Regions from separate parts of the Mus musculus genome. Here region 2 is linked to region 1. The links are chromatin contacts, called in public promoter capture Hi-C maps. All regions are on one chromosome and are shown on one strand. Each heading gives the region's core, a stretch centred on a gene start, on an enhancer-like site or on the middle of the called end of the contact. The rest is flanking DNA. Distances are from core to core; before and after follow the strand shown.

What was found. Promoter capture Hi-C pulls out the DNA fragments that hold promoters and counts their contacts.
Region 2: a contact with region 1 is called in a promoter capture Hi-C map of pre-B cells, with 4 times the contacts expected there. The contact joins the promoter of Azin1 here to the promoter of Zfp706 in region 1. A contact is called at or near these places in 1 of 39 promoter capture datasets (pre-B cells) and 1 of 9 other capture datasets (adipose tissue).

What each region holds. Positions count from the first base shown.
Region 1 is chr15:37,005,253-37,011,321 of GRCm38.p6, reverse strand. It overlaps Zfp706 (zinc finger protein 706), which reads left to right and starts at 3,920. Exons shown (of 4, transcript NM_026521.4): 1 at 3,920-4,194. It overlaps LOC115488529, which reads right to left and starts at 5,616. Exons shown (of 2, transcript XM_030248876.1): 1 at 5,612-5,616; 2 at 2,849-4,466. The coding sequence starts at 5,616. The coding sequence ends at 3,518.
Region 2 is chr15:38,516,717-38,522,819 of GRCm38.p6, reverse strand. It overlaps Azin1 (antizyme inhibitor 1), which reads left to right and starts at 3,554. Exons shown (of 12, transcript NM_018745.5): 1 at 3,554-3,911.

The sequences.
Region 1 (6,069 bases), core at 2,671-5,170:
TGGACTTGCCTGAAATTGCCCAGTTCCTGGAGACAGAGATTTAGGCCTCATCTCCTGAACTGCTAATCTGAAGCCTGTCCTGGAATCTGCCTAGTCTTCTCAATGGATCATGTTCTCTAACAGAGTCACTGTCCTCAGGTATTCTGTCACAGTGGTGGCAACAGTGGTGACAGGACAAAGCACAGCGCTATTATGAGGCTTTAACCCAGGACTCTCACTTCCATGCACTGATGTGTACAGCCGTCCTCCCTCTACCATGTATACCAAGGACCATAGCTTTGTAGTAAGTTTTGAAATTGGGAAGTATGTTTCATCAAGTTTTAAGAGTACTTTGTCGGGGATGGAGAGATGGCTCAGCGGTTAAGAGAATTGATTGCTCTTCCAGAGGTCACGAGTTCAAATCCCAGCAACTACATGGTGGCTCACAACCATCTGTAATGAGATCTGATGCCCTCTTCTGGTGTGTCTGAAGACAGCTACAGTGTACATTATATGTAATAAGTAAATACATCTTGAAATAAATAAATAAATAGTACTTAGTCTATTTTCAGCTCCCATAATTTAGATAGGGTCTTCAACATATGGAAAGATGCCAGCAGGATTTTGGTCAGGCCTACACTTAATTTGTACATCAACTTGTAGATCAATGCAGAGATTGCTGACATGGGTATATTTCTGAATCTTCTGACCGACAAAGTGAAGGCACCTTTGCCTTTCTGTTTACTTAGATTTTCTGCAATGTCCTTCATCAATGCTGCTTGGTATTCAGAATACAAGCTTGGAATCTCTCTTGGTAAGGCCTTGTCTAAGTACTTTACTCTTTTTGATGCATTTCTAATATCCCACATTACTGTTTAAACTTCTTTTAATTTTACTGAAATCAAGATTTGCCTTACAACCAAAAGTCATTATAGTTCAACTGGCAGCATGTTTTAAAGTGTCGCTGCACATAAACACTCAAGTCAATGGCTTCACAGAGTCAGTACAATCTGGCACTAATGTGAAGTAGCTGGAAAACATCAAGGCAGAAGTGAGCAACGGGCATCGGAACTGTCAATACAAACTCACAAAAGAGGCTGGAATGAGAGCTGGAAATGCAGGCGTTGTCTCAAGGGAGTGTGACATTCAGAGCCACGAGACTGAACAAAAAGCCTCAAGCAGAAGGTGCACAGGTAAGGAGGAGGCAGCGGAGCAACCACCTTCGCTTTTCCTACGGTTGTACGGTTGTCTCTAAGGGAAGCACCACAGAGACAGGAGCCCCTCAGGGAGACTGTTTTGGTTGTTATCGGTGTGGTTGTGTTGTTTGCTTTGTCTTTTAAAAGCAGGATCTGATACATAGCTCAGGCTGTCCTTGAACTCACTACATAGCCTTGGCTATCCATCTTCCCGCCTCACTCTCCTGGGTTCTAGGATTACATTATGTATTGAGAATGAATATGCTGGGAACTCACCAATCACCTCATCGCAGGAACCCAGCACGCATCCAAACACATCAATAAGCCTGTCATCTTTCATCTCCAGAGGCGCAGTTTCATTTCATGAGGTGGATTTTGGATAGCAAATCAGCAAGTTCTTGTTGCATACTATCTTAAAGTGACCGCCGATAGGCAGAAAAGGGAAAATGTTACCACAAGTGTCGTTAGCATTCATAATTAAATGCAGGAATGTGCACAGAAGCCTAAGTGTTCATGTCTAGATTGCTGTCACTTTTCTGACACTACACCAGCTGGTGGCAAAGCAGAGGCCCTGCCTTTTACCCACTGTCACCACACACATGCTCAAGCATACTCACTCCGGCTTCATACTTCCCCTGTATATTTCAAATGTCCTAAGCACCACATATAATTACCATTACACCATATTCTCTAGGTAACAGTGCTTAACAAGGGAGTGAGCCAGACTCCTTCAAGGATAAAAAGCATAGAGGAGACAAGAGACCTGTGTGGCAGGGTTCTGGGGCTTTTTGTTTTGTTTTGGTTTGGTTTTTGGTTTTTCAAGGCATGGTGTCTCTGTGTAGCCCTGGCTGTCCTGGAACTCACTCTGTAGACCAAGCTGGCTTCGAACTCAGAAATCTGCCTGCCTCTGCCTCCCAAGTGCTGGGATTAAAGGTGTGTGCCACCATGCCCGGCCTGAGTGGCAGTCTTAAAAAACAAAACAAAAAAAAGAAAAAAGCTCCAGCAGAAGGTGTGCGGGTAAGAGGCATAGCAGGAAGACATTGTGGAGTTTACTGCTGTGAACTCGGATTCCCCCAGGGAACATCTGTAAGTATCCTCAAAGACTTTTACTTTTCCTCAAGTGAAAATGGGGTGCTATTGGCCCCAGCCAGAAAGAAGGCAGAGCTACCACTAAACACCTAGTGACTCCCCATAGACCCCGGTTAACAAAGTCCTGTCCTGAGAGAGAGAACTAACTCCAGCTACAGCTTTTGTCAGGTTCCTGCAGGAGATATGAATTAAAAACTCAAGGGATACTAGCTTTTGAGTATTCCCCCAGGCCACAGGACAAAAAGCAACAAACCAATCCTACTTCACAAGACTTCAGACACCACCTCACCCCTGCAGATGTCACAGTCTAGTTGCAGTGTCCATTGTCATTCATGACTAGACAAACAGCTCTTTGTATTTCCCAAGTCTAGATCCTCCAAGACTCTCAACCCAAAAGGCAGATTAACACAACAGTAAATGTGGCCACCATTAATAACTATGTTATAGCTTCTTGACATGTCTGTTCCAAACCTGTCTCTTTAGACACATTCTGTTCAATATTGTTTTTTCAGCACTTTGTTGGTCACTGGCTATACAGTAATAAAAAGGAGATTACAGATTACCATCAGCAACAGTAACAAAACTTAAACACGTAACTACATTTTAATAAAGGCTTGTGAGCATAAAGTGAAATGAATCAAAGATGAGCCCACTTCAATCATGGCCCAGCTGCGTTGCACCTTTCTGGCTATTTTTAACAATACTGTGACAAGGTTATCATAGTACAAGTAAAGTAGACTATGCTCATAGTCAACGAATTCTCTGGCTACTGGCAGGCAAGTTTGAGATTCTGACTGGGCATGGCGACACATGGTCATGTAGCTCCTGTGGAGGTGAAAGGGTTCAGTTCTAGGACAGACTGAACCACATAGTGGTTTTAAGGCCACAAAAGCAGTATACCTATAACCTAATTAGATCTAATGGGGAGCAGCTTGTTGCAGGTACAGGGCAACAAATGCAGAGATTTACAACGCCATTTCTAACCACCACTAGATGTTAGAATTGCAATCGCTCTTAATAAGGTATCTGAAGTTCACAACGTGGTCTAAATCAAGTGGAGGCGGGGAACGACCTTTTATTCTTTCCCCAAGTATTAGCAATCCAATAGCCAGCCTGCACAGGCCAAGCGAGCACGTTAGGATTTAGCCGATTTTTCAGGCTCAAGTCTCCATCTATGTGAAAGTCCCTAGTAAGTCAAAATACCCTGAGCACGGAACCAGTGAGGGAACAATGGCAGCGAGTCTGGCAGGGGGTCATGGCCGAGCGGCGGCCACGCGGGGCCCCGGACGCGACTCCCCCGCCGCTCCGGCTAGCGCCTTACAGGGCTCCCGGCTGGCCAGGGAAAAACGAGGGCGGCGGGGCAAAGGCCAGGCCGGGTGAGTGAAACACGAAAGAGTGACTGCTGAGCCACTCGGCCGACAGCCGCCCGTAGACCGGAGGTCACACACCGCAAGGGCAGGGGGACACGCTGAGACGACACCGAGAGAGCGGGCGGGAAGCAGAGGGGCGGGCGAGGGCCCCGCAGTTCCCGTCTTAGGCCCCGCCCCCGCGCGCTTATGTAACAGGGGAGAGCTGCCATTGGCCTGCAGACCGGAAGGACGCGGGCATGCTAGAGGGGCGGGGCAAAGCCGCCGCAGGAAGGTGAGGGGCGGGACCGCGCGGGCAAGCAGGCGGCGCTGAGGCGACTGGGAGTGCGGCGCGGCGTGCGCGGGCACGAGCGACGGGCCTGCCTCGGGCTCAGGCGCGGCGGGCGCGCGCTGCGGCGGGTGTGCGAGGCGCGGGCTGTTGTGCTCCCGGCTCTGCTCGGTCCTTCCTCTGCGGGTGGCGGAGGCCCCAAGCGGTGCGGGGCTCGACCCTTCCTTCCCTACTCGTCCTGCCCAGCTCTTCTCGCGCTGCGCGGTCTCTCGGACGCCAGACCGGCCCGGCCCGGGTAAGCGGCGCCGCAGGACGCGGGAGCCGGGGCGGGAGGCACGCGGCGGCGGGAGGCCGGGGCGGGCGTCGGACTCCCGGCGGAGCGGGCGCGGGGCTGAGGGCCGCCGAGGCCTCGGGCGGGCCGGGCTGCAACCGTGGGGTTGAGTCTGCCCACGAATGGCTGTTGAGAGCTGGGATCGTGCCGCGGAGCCGACCTGGGCCCCTTGCTCTGGCTGGTTGCAGAGTGTGAGCCCATTTCCTGGCTCCCCGGCCTCAGAGTAAGTTGTTTCTCTTTAAGCGGCCCCTTAGGGCCTCCTTCTCAAGAGTCCTGGTATTCCAAGAACTCTTCCTGGTTCGTAGCTCATTTGCAGCCTCCTGGGAAAGCTAAAACTTTTATTAAAAATCAGCTGGTAACTGTTTGCAAACGATTTATTGCCTTTCAGTTTGTCCCACTTAATCAGGGAGCGATTTATACGTAAGATTTTGTCAAAAACTCGATGAGCTGGTCAAGAGCAAATTGTAAGTTGAACTGTCCGAAAGCAGGTGGTTGGATCGTTTGCACTTCTGCTTTCAGAAAGGAAATCTGTGCTGTCAGAAGTTAGGGGCCTGCCCCGCTCAGCTAGCCTGTTAGAACAGATCTCCTTTGCCTAGTGTTACATTTTGTGTTTATTGAAGCGTTTGCCTTTTTGTAACCGTTGGTGGTGGTAAAGAAAATGGGTTAAATCTTAGGTGTTCTGTTGTGTTTTAGGAGAAGCCCTAAACGCAAAAGTTAAAAAATAGTTTTTGCTTATCTGATGGCATTGTTTTTACAGCACGCTTCATGAAAAGGTTATCAAAGTAGCTGCTTTAATTTCTAGATGGCAAGGAAAGTTCTGGAATTACTGATGTGAGGTTCTGTAACTTAAGCATAAAACCCTTAAGATCTGTTCACCAAGTAATTCACATACATAAGCCATGCTTTATGGAAGAGTTAAGATGTTTTAGACAATCAGAATGATCTAGTAAAGATCTGATACTAAGACAGGGGGACATTAAGAGTGTTTTCAGGACTGGAGAGATGGCTCAGCGGTTACGAGCACTGTCTTCTCTTCCAGAGGTCCTGAGTTCCATTCCCAGCAACCACATGGTGACTCACAACCATCTATAATGGGATCTGATGCCCTCTTCTGGTGTGTCTGAAGACAGCGACAGTGTACCCATATATATTAATTTTTTTTTTTAAGGAATGTTTTCAAAGCATTGGTGTTCATGTATTGAAGACCCACCATCAAAATGTACTTTTAAATATGCCATTGGAACATGGTGAAGTGACACAGGCCTTAAAATCCCAGCCCTTAGGAGGCAGAGGCAGGCAGATCTCTGTGAGTTCCAGGCCAGCCAGAGATATGTAGTGAGACAACCCCCCAATATACTATTGAAACTTAGAGAATTGATACGGCATTGGTTTAAAAACACAAAAATGAAATATAATTTTCATGACAAACAGTTTATATTTGCCTTGGGTGGGAATCGAGTTCATATATTAGGCTGGCATATTAAACATTCTCATGGTTGGTGAAAGACTGGATGGACTTCCAGTTTGCTACGTAATACTAGTGGGAATGTGTCCAGTACGTGTGTGTTTGTTTAGTTTCCATTGTGGTGGGGGATGATGAGGAGAGCTTGATTGTCACTGAAACACTTTTGACTTTATATCCAGTAGCTAAAGAGAATTGCAGTCAGAAAAGGCCAACCCTCTTCATAGTACGGTCCCTTGTACATTCATGTCTTTTAGTAATTTCAAAGTTTAAAATGTAATTACAGTGCTAGTCAAAGTGGCATTGGACCTCATTTTAATGTGCTTCAAAGCACTACTCTGGTAGATGCTGGGTGAACAGGTTTAATTTGTGCTGTC
Region 2 (6,103 bases), core at 2,305-4,804, 1.5 Mb before region 1:
CATTTTTTTTCTTCCCACCTTTATAATATTTTCTGCCCAAGTCCACTCTCCCTAGCACTTTTCTAGGTATTCTGCTCAACTTCTATCTTATCAGTGCAACATTTCAATTTTGTCTATAATAAAGGCTCCCAAGTTCACACCAAAGGGCTCTACAGTTCGTCATTTCCAGGGGACCACCTGAATTTGGGTTTCTTTCTTTTGAAAGGGGAGGCACTCTCATCATCCAGGCTGAACTAGAATGTTCTACAATGTATGGCAATCTTTCTGCTTTTTACTCCCTCTCCCCTCAGTGCTAGGATTACAGGCATGTACCATCACATATGTTTAGGGGTTTTTGGAGGGGGAGGGTGGGAGTGAGTATCACTATTGTTGAGAGTTAGGGTCTTTTTTTGTTTGTTTTGGGTTGTTTTTGTTTTTGTTTTTGTTTTTGTTTTTTTGTTTTTCGAGACAGGGTTTCTCTGTGTAGGCCTGGCTGTCCTGGAACTCACTCTGTAGACCAGGCTGGCCTCGAACTCAGAAATCTGCCTGCCTCTGCCTCCCAAGTGCTGGGATTAAAGGCGTGCACCACCACGCCCGGCGTTTTGGCTTTTGTTTTTTTTTTTGTTTTTTTGTTTTGTTTTGTTTTGTTTTGTTTTGTTTTTTTTGAGACAGTGTCTCTGTACAGTCCTGGCTGTCCTGGAACTCACTCTGTAGACCAGGCTGACCTCGAACTCAGAAATCCACCTGCCTCTGCCTCCCAAGTGCTAGGATTAAAAGCGTGCACCACCACGCTCAGCTGGGAGTTAGGGTCTTACTGTGTAGACTTGGCTGGCCTCCTGCCTCTGCTTCCCCAGTCCTGGGATTATATGCATGCATCAACATGCTGAATTTCTTAGTAAGATTGTGCTTATTTCTGCCAAACCATCTATCTTCTTCTTTGCAATCCACTAAATAATCTTTTAAAACATCTCTCGGTGTGTGGTGGAATACTACTGTAATTCCAGCAATAGGGAGGCAGCGTCCGGATGACTGGGAGGCCTGGGCTACATAGTTAGACCATGAATCAAAAAAACTAGCAGCATATCATATGTATTTAGTCATATGTATATGACATTATCAGTACGATATTCAATATTGTCCCTATTTAAAATGTTTCTAGAATGAAGGGTAAGTTCTAATTCCTTATCAATCCCTCCCTAATAGAACTTTTTATTTAATCTCCTTTGCAAACATGCCTCTAGAGTGGAACGGGAAAGCCACTCCCAGTTCTCCAGCCCACCCATTTCTGCCCTTTCTTTCATCTGCTTCCTTTGACAGAATCCTGTTTCCCTGGAACATAGACCCTAGATTCACTCTGAACTGTTTCCTGAGAACTTTTCTCTCAGATGAAGTTATTTCTTCCTTCTACTTGGTTCCTTACAGCATTTACCTTGTTATCTGTCAACAATTTGGTTATTTTACGAACATTCCATTTCTCCTGCTAGACTGCAAACAAAATGTCAAATGGTGTGTTCATGTGGGCAAGAGCCTCCTTGGGAAGTTGCTGCAGTTTAAATGGATCAGAACTTAACAAAAGTGTTAGAGACTGAGCACAGTGGATCATAACTTCACATCCCAGAACTCTAGAGGTCAAGACTGACATGAATTCAAGGCCAGCACGGGCAATATATTAACTTCCTATCTCAAAAAAGGAAAAGGGGAGGGGAGAGAGGGATGGAGAGGGAGGAGGTAAGAGAAAGCTAAGATATGTCAAGAAAAATAGGGGAAACAAAAACCAGAAACTGAGCTCACAGTTCCCAACTTGTAATACTCTCTACCTCTGAAACATTCTGGCCTTACCAAATCTGCAAGAGCTCTTCCTTTCTTTCTGCCTTGGTGATTTATTAATTACTGTACCGATTACAAGATAAATGGAGTGAAAGAATGTGAAGGAGAGAGGGTTCAGGGTCTTACTTTAAAAGATCTTACGTTGAAGGGGCATCATAAATAGGGTAATACACGACTGTAATCTCAATCCCCTTAAATTGAGGCAGGAGACTTGCTATTTGGAGGTCAGTTTCAGCTACAGAGAAGTGCCCTGTCTGCCTGTCCCTCCCCTTCATTGTGCTGAGTCTGGAGTTGCAAAGATTTAGCAGGCTAGGACTGACTGCTAGTGATAAAATGGCCTTTGGTTTTTCCTTTTTCCAGACAGGGTTTCACTACGTGTAGCTCAAGCTGTCTAGAAACCAGGCTAACTTTGAACTCAAGAGATCCATCAGCTTCTGCCTTCTTATGCTGGGATTAAAGGCATGCACCACCTCATCCAGCTAGAAAAAGGATTTTAAATATAAGGGGAGGGGGGAGGCTACATCCGTCATTTTACTTTAGTAATAAAAGTTTATTAAATAATAGAGAATAGAGAAAAAACGGCCGGGCAGTAGTGGCGCACGCCTTTAATCCCAGCACTTGGGAGGCAGAGGCAGGCAGATTTCTGAGTTCGAGGCCAGTCTGGTCTACAGAGTGAGTTCCAGGACAGCCAGGGCTATACAGAGAAACCCTGTCTCGAAAAACTGAAGAAAAACAAAACAAAACAAACAAGATTAGAGAGAAACCCTGGTGTGGTGGCACGTGCCTTTAGCAGGAGCACCTAGGAGCACCTATATACCAGGCAGAGTTCAAGGCTAGCCTGGTATATAGAGGGAGTTCCAGGACAGCTTGGGTTGCACAGAGAAAGCCTTTCTGGAGAAACAAAACAAAAGAATAAAAAAAAAGAATGACTTCAAACGAGAAATGCAGAGGATTAAAGAGATGTGCCTTTAAGTCATGTAACTTCAGCAACACTGGCCCCGCTTTAATAGGGCTGGGTCTGACTGCATCAACCCTTTTTGAAAATGAAGACAAAGAAAGAAAAGCCACATTTAAAAAAAAAATCTACTGCACCATATTGCAACATGCGAACACGGAGGAACATTCTGGTACGATCAAAGCCTCAGTAACCACACCGGACTGGTTCTTGCTGGCCACGGGGAACTCATTTTCATAACGGAGCTCCGCAACCCATGGAGAGGCGGGAACCTCTCCCTCGGAATACAGTCCCCGGGCATAGTATACAGTTGTTACATAAACTAGTGCACCGAGAAAGCCCCGTGATGGCGCACACCCTCCTCTCCTAAAATACTGGAGTCGGTAAGCCGAGGACCCAGGACGGTCCCGAAGGCTGCCGTCAGCATGGACTAGCTGCCGGCTCACAAAGCGGATCGTTGGCTGCTAGCGTGGCGCGCAGGCGCCGCAAGGGCGAGGGCGCGATCCGCGATCCGCTGGGCCGCGCGCCCTCTGCCCCGCCTACGAAACTAGCAGCCCGCTGGGGAGCGGCTGCAGCGCGAGGGCGGGAAGCGAGCGCCGGGCCAGCACCTGCCAGGCCCGGTGGTCCCGCCCTTCGGCCCCCTAACTGCACAAGGCTGTCCTTCCCCTTCCGCCCCTCCCACATTCCCCGGCGGCACAGGCCCCACCCCCGTCGTGCGGCCGACCGGCCGTCTGTGACGTCAGCAGCCCCCGCCCCCCTGAGTATAAATACTGGCGTCTCTGGCACCGCCTTCCCACACTCTCTGGCTCAACTCTCGCCGCGGTGTTTCCGTTTTTCTCTCTGGTTGTCTCCTGCTCTGCTCTTCTCATCCTTCTCGCTCTGCTGCTCTGCGGAGTGACGAGGCTGAATCCTCTCCCCACCCAGTTCGCGCCTTTCTTCTTTTTCTCGCGCCGCTCCATTTCTCCAGTTCGGCTGCCGCCGCCACTGCTGCTCAGCTGGTGTCGGTGCCGCGCGTTTCCCCCACGTCGTCCCCGCAGCCTATGGCCCAGGCCGCCTTGGGTATTTCTGCTCAAGGTAACCACATCCCTCTTTAAAAATTCCGCCGAAAAAGAGAAGACGCTTTACCCGACTCTTTGGGCCGTTATCTCACGTGAGTACCGGACTTAGGGGCGCGGGAGGGTCCGGCGCCTGGGCTGGGCCACGCCGCCCTCGGTGTCCCCGCAGTGCCCCGCAGCCGGCGGCCTCGAACATGGCGGCCGGCGGCGTGTGTGGCGGCTGCCGGTGGCCCGGGCGGCGGCCGGCGCCTCGCGACCCAGGGCGGCAGCCGACAGCCGCGGTTGAGCGAGGGGGCGTGTGCGCGTGGGGCCGCGCTCGGGGGCAGGCTGGCGGTGGTCGCTGTTCCCTCTCGGCGGCATGCGGCCCCCACCCCACTCCCGTGGTGCATTGCTGTTTCCGGGGAGGGGGTCCGGCGGCAGCCTGGAGGGCTGGGGGTCCCATCGCCCTCTCCCTGTCTCAGTGCCTGCAGGGGGTTGTGGTGCGGAGTGGACGGGCTGCGGCGGCCGGGGCTCCGGGTTATGAATGGAGCGGGGCGGGCCTCGAGCCGGCATCTGGTGACAGCTGGGAGGAGGCTGGATTCTTGCGGGCGGGAGAGGGGGTGCGGAGTGCGCGCTCCCCCTCTGGCGGTGGAAAGTTGACCTCACTCGGGGCCGGCGGCGGGGAAGCCCCGGTGTCAAGTAGCAAGCGAATAGGCCTTTGGCCCTTTCTGGAAACCTCGGCGCTGCTGACCCGCCCCTGCGGCTCTCCTGATTGGGCCAAGTCGCTTTCACTTACCCCAGTCACCTCCTGAAGCCTGGAGATTAGTCACCATGGCTTCGTTTTCTGGTCCTAGCTGTGATCGCGGGGCAGAAAGAGGGCGAAGGGTAGGTTGATGCGGCTTATCAAGGACTCTGTTGGCTGCCAGCGGTTAGTAGTGTTTAAACGTTTTATGGTATTAAGTATCATGAACGTGTGTTACTGGCTGAACGAAGCAAGCAGTTTACACTGTTTACAGCCTCAGGATGTTTGAACAGATTGAACTCAGTTTTGTGGTGGATATCTTAGGTTGTTCTTGTCCTGTGGTGTTTTACCATTAATATATGCACAGCCTGGGTGAGAGCTGATTAACTTCCTCAGGAAAGGACTATGAGAACTAGGCCCGACAGGAAAGCAAGCTTGGTACCAATAAGCCCCGAGGAATTCACAGGTAATAAGTAGGAAAGGGTGTTTACATAAAACTGTAGGTTATAAAGATAAATGAGTAATCAATTTATTTCTCTAATGTTTTAGTATGATTCCCAACAATGAACTCAGAGTGGTACCTTCAATTTAGATTCCGCAGCTAACATTTTACTCTACTTACCTTCCAGCCATCTTACTAATTCTGCATTACGGACATCAAAATGCTTCATAGCTCTAACTTGAGTATTTCCATACATTAAATACAGTCCCATTCTCTAATTTTTAGAAATTGGCAGTAAAATTCTCATTATTTATTTGTACTGTTTGATTAGATTTTGTTGTTTGTTTGAGACAGGACCTCACTTTGTAGCCCAGACTTGAGTCTGATTTTCCTTCCTCATCAGCCTGGTGCTAGGACTCCAGGCTCAGGACAAGTTTGGCTTGTATTTAGTACGTTTTAGCAAAGTGATGCCAGGTGTTGTTACACCTGTAATCCCAGGAAGTTCTTGAAGCTAGCTATGGTCACATAAAGCAAAATCCTGTGTGCAAAGAGAGGAGAAAGAACTTTATAATCTACATCTAGGTCAAGACAGAACATTAACATCCTCATCTAGCCCTCCTGACAGGTCACAGCAGTTCTTGTGAGGCCCATCTAGCCTTCCTTTTTTTTTTTTTTTTTAAATCAAGGGACTTAAATGGAATCAATTGATATGCATGCTTTTGTGCAAAAGGCTTTTATTTAGCATATTTTATATGTTAATAAATTGTTTCTGGTAGTCCATTGTGTGTATATGTATATGCCTGATTTTAAAAAACTTTGCCGGGCAGTTGTGCATTCCTTTAATCCCAGCACTTGGGGCAAGGCAGATCTATGAGTTTGAGAACAGCCAGGGCTGTACAGAGAAATCCTGTCTAAAAAAAACAAACAAACAAAAAAAAAACAATTTTTTTTTGGAAAATCTGCAAAGATAGCAGAAACATTTGTAAAGATATTTCGAAGAGGAAAACAATTTTGAGGAGTGTCAAGGTGGAGCTAGATTTGTGGTTGGTCAAGTGATTGCCTAGAATCTCCAGCCCTGGGTTTGATTTCCAGCACCCTATAAACCAGGTGAGAAGCACTTCTGA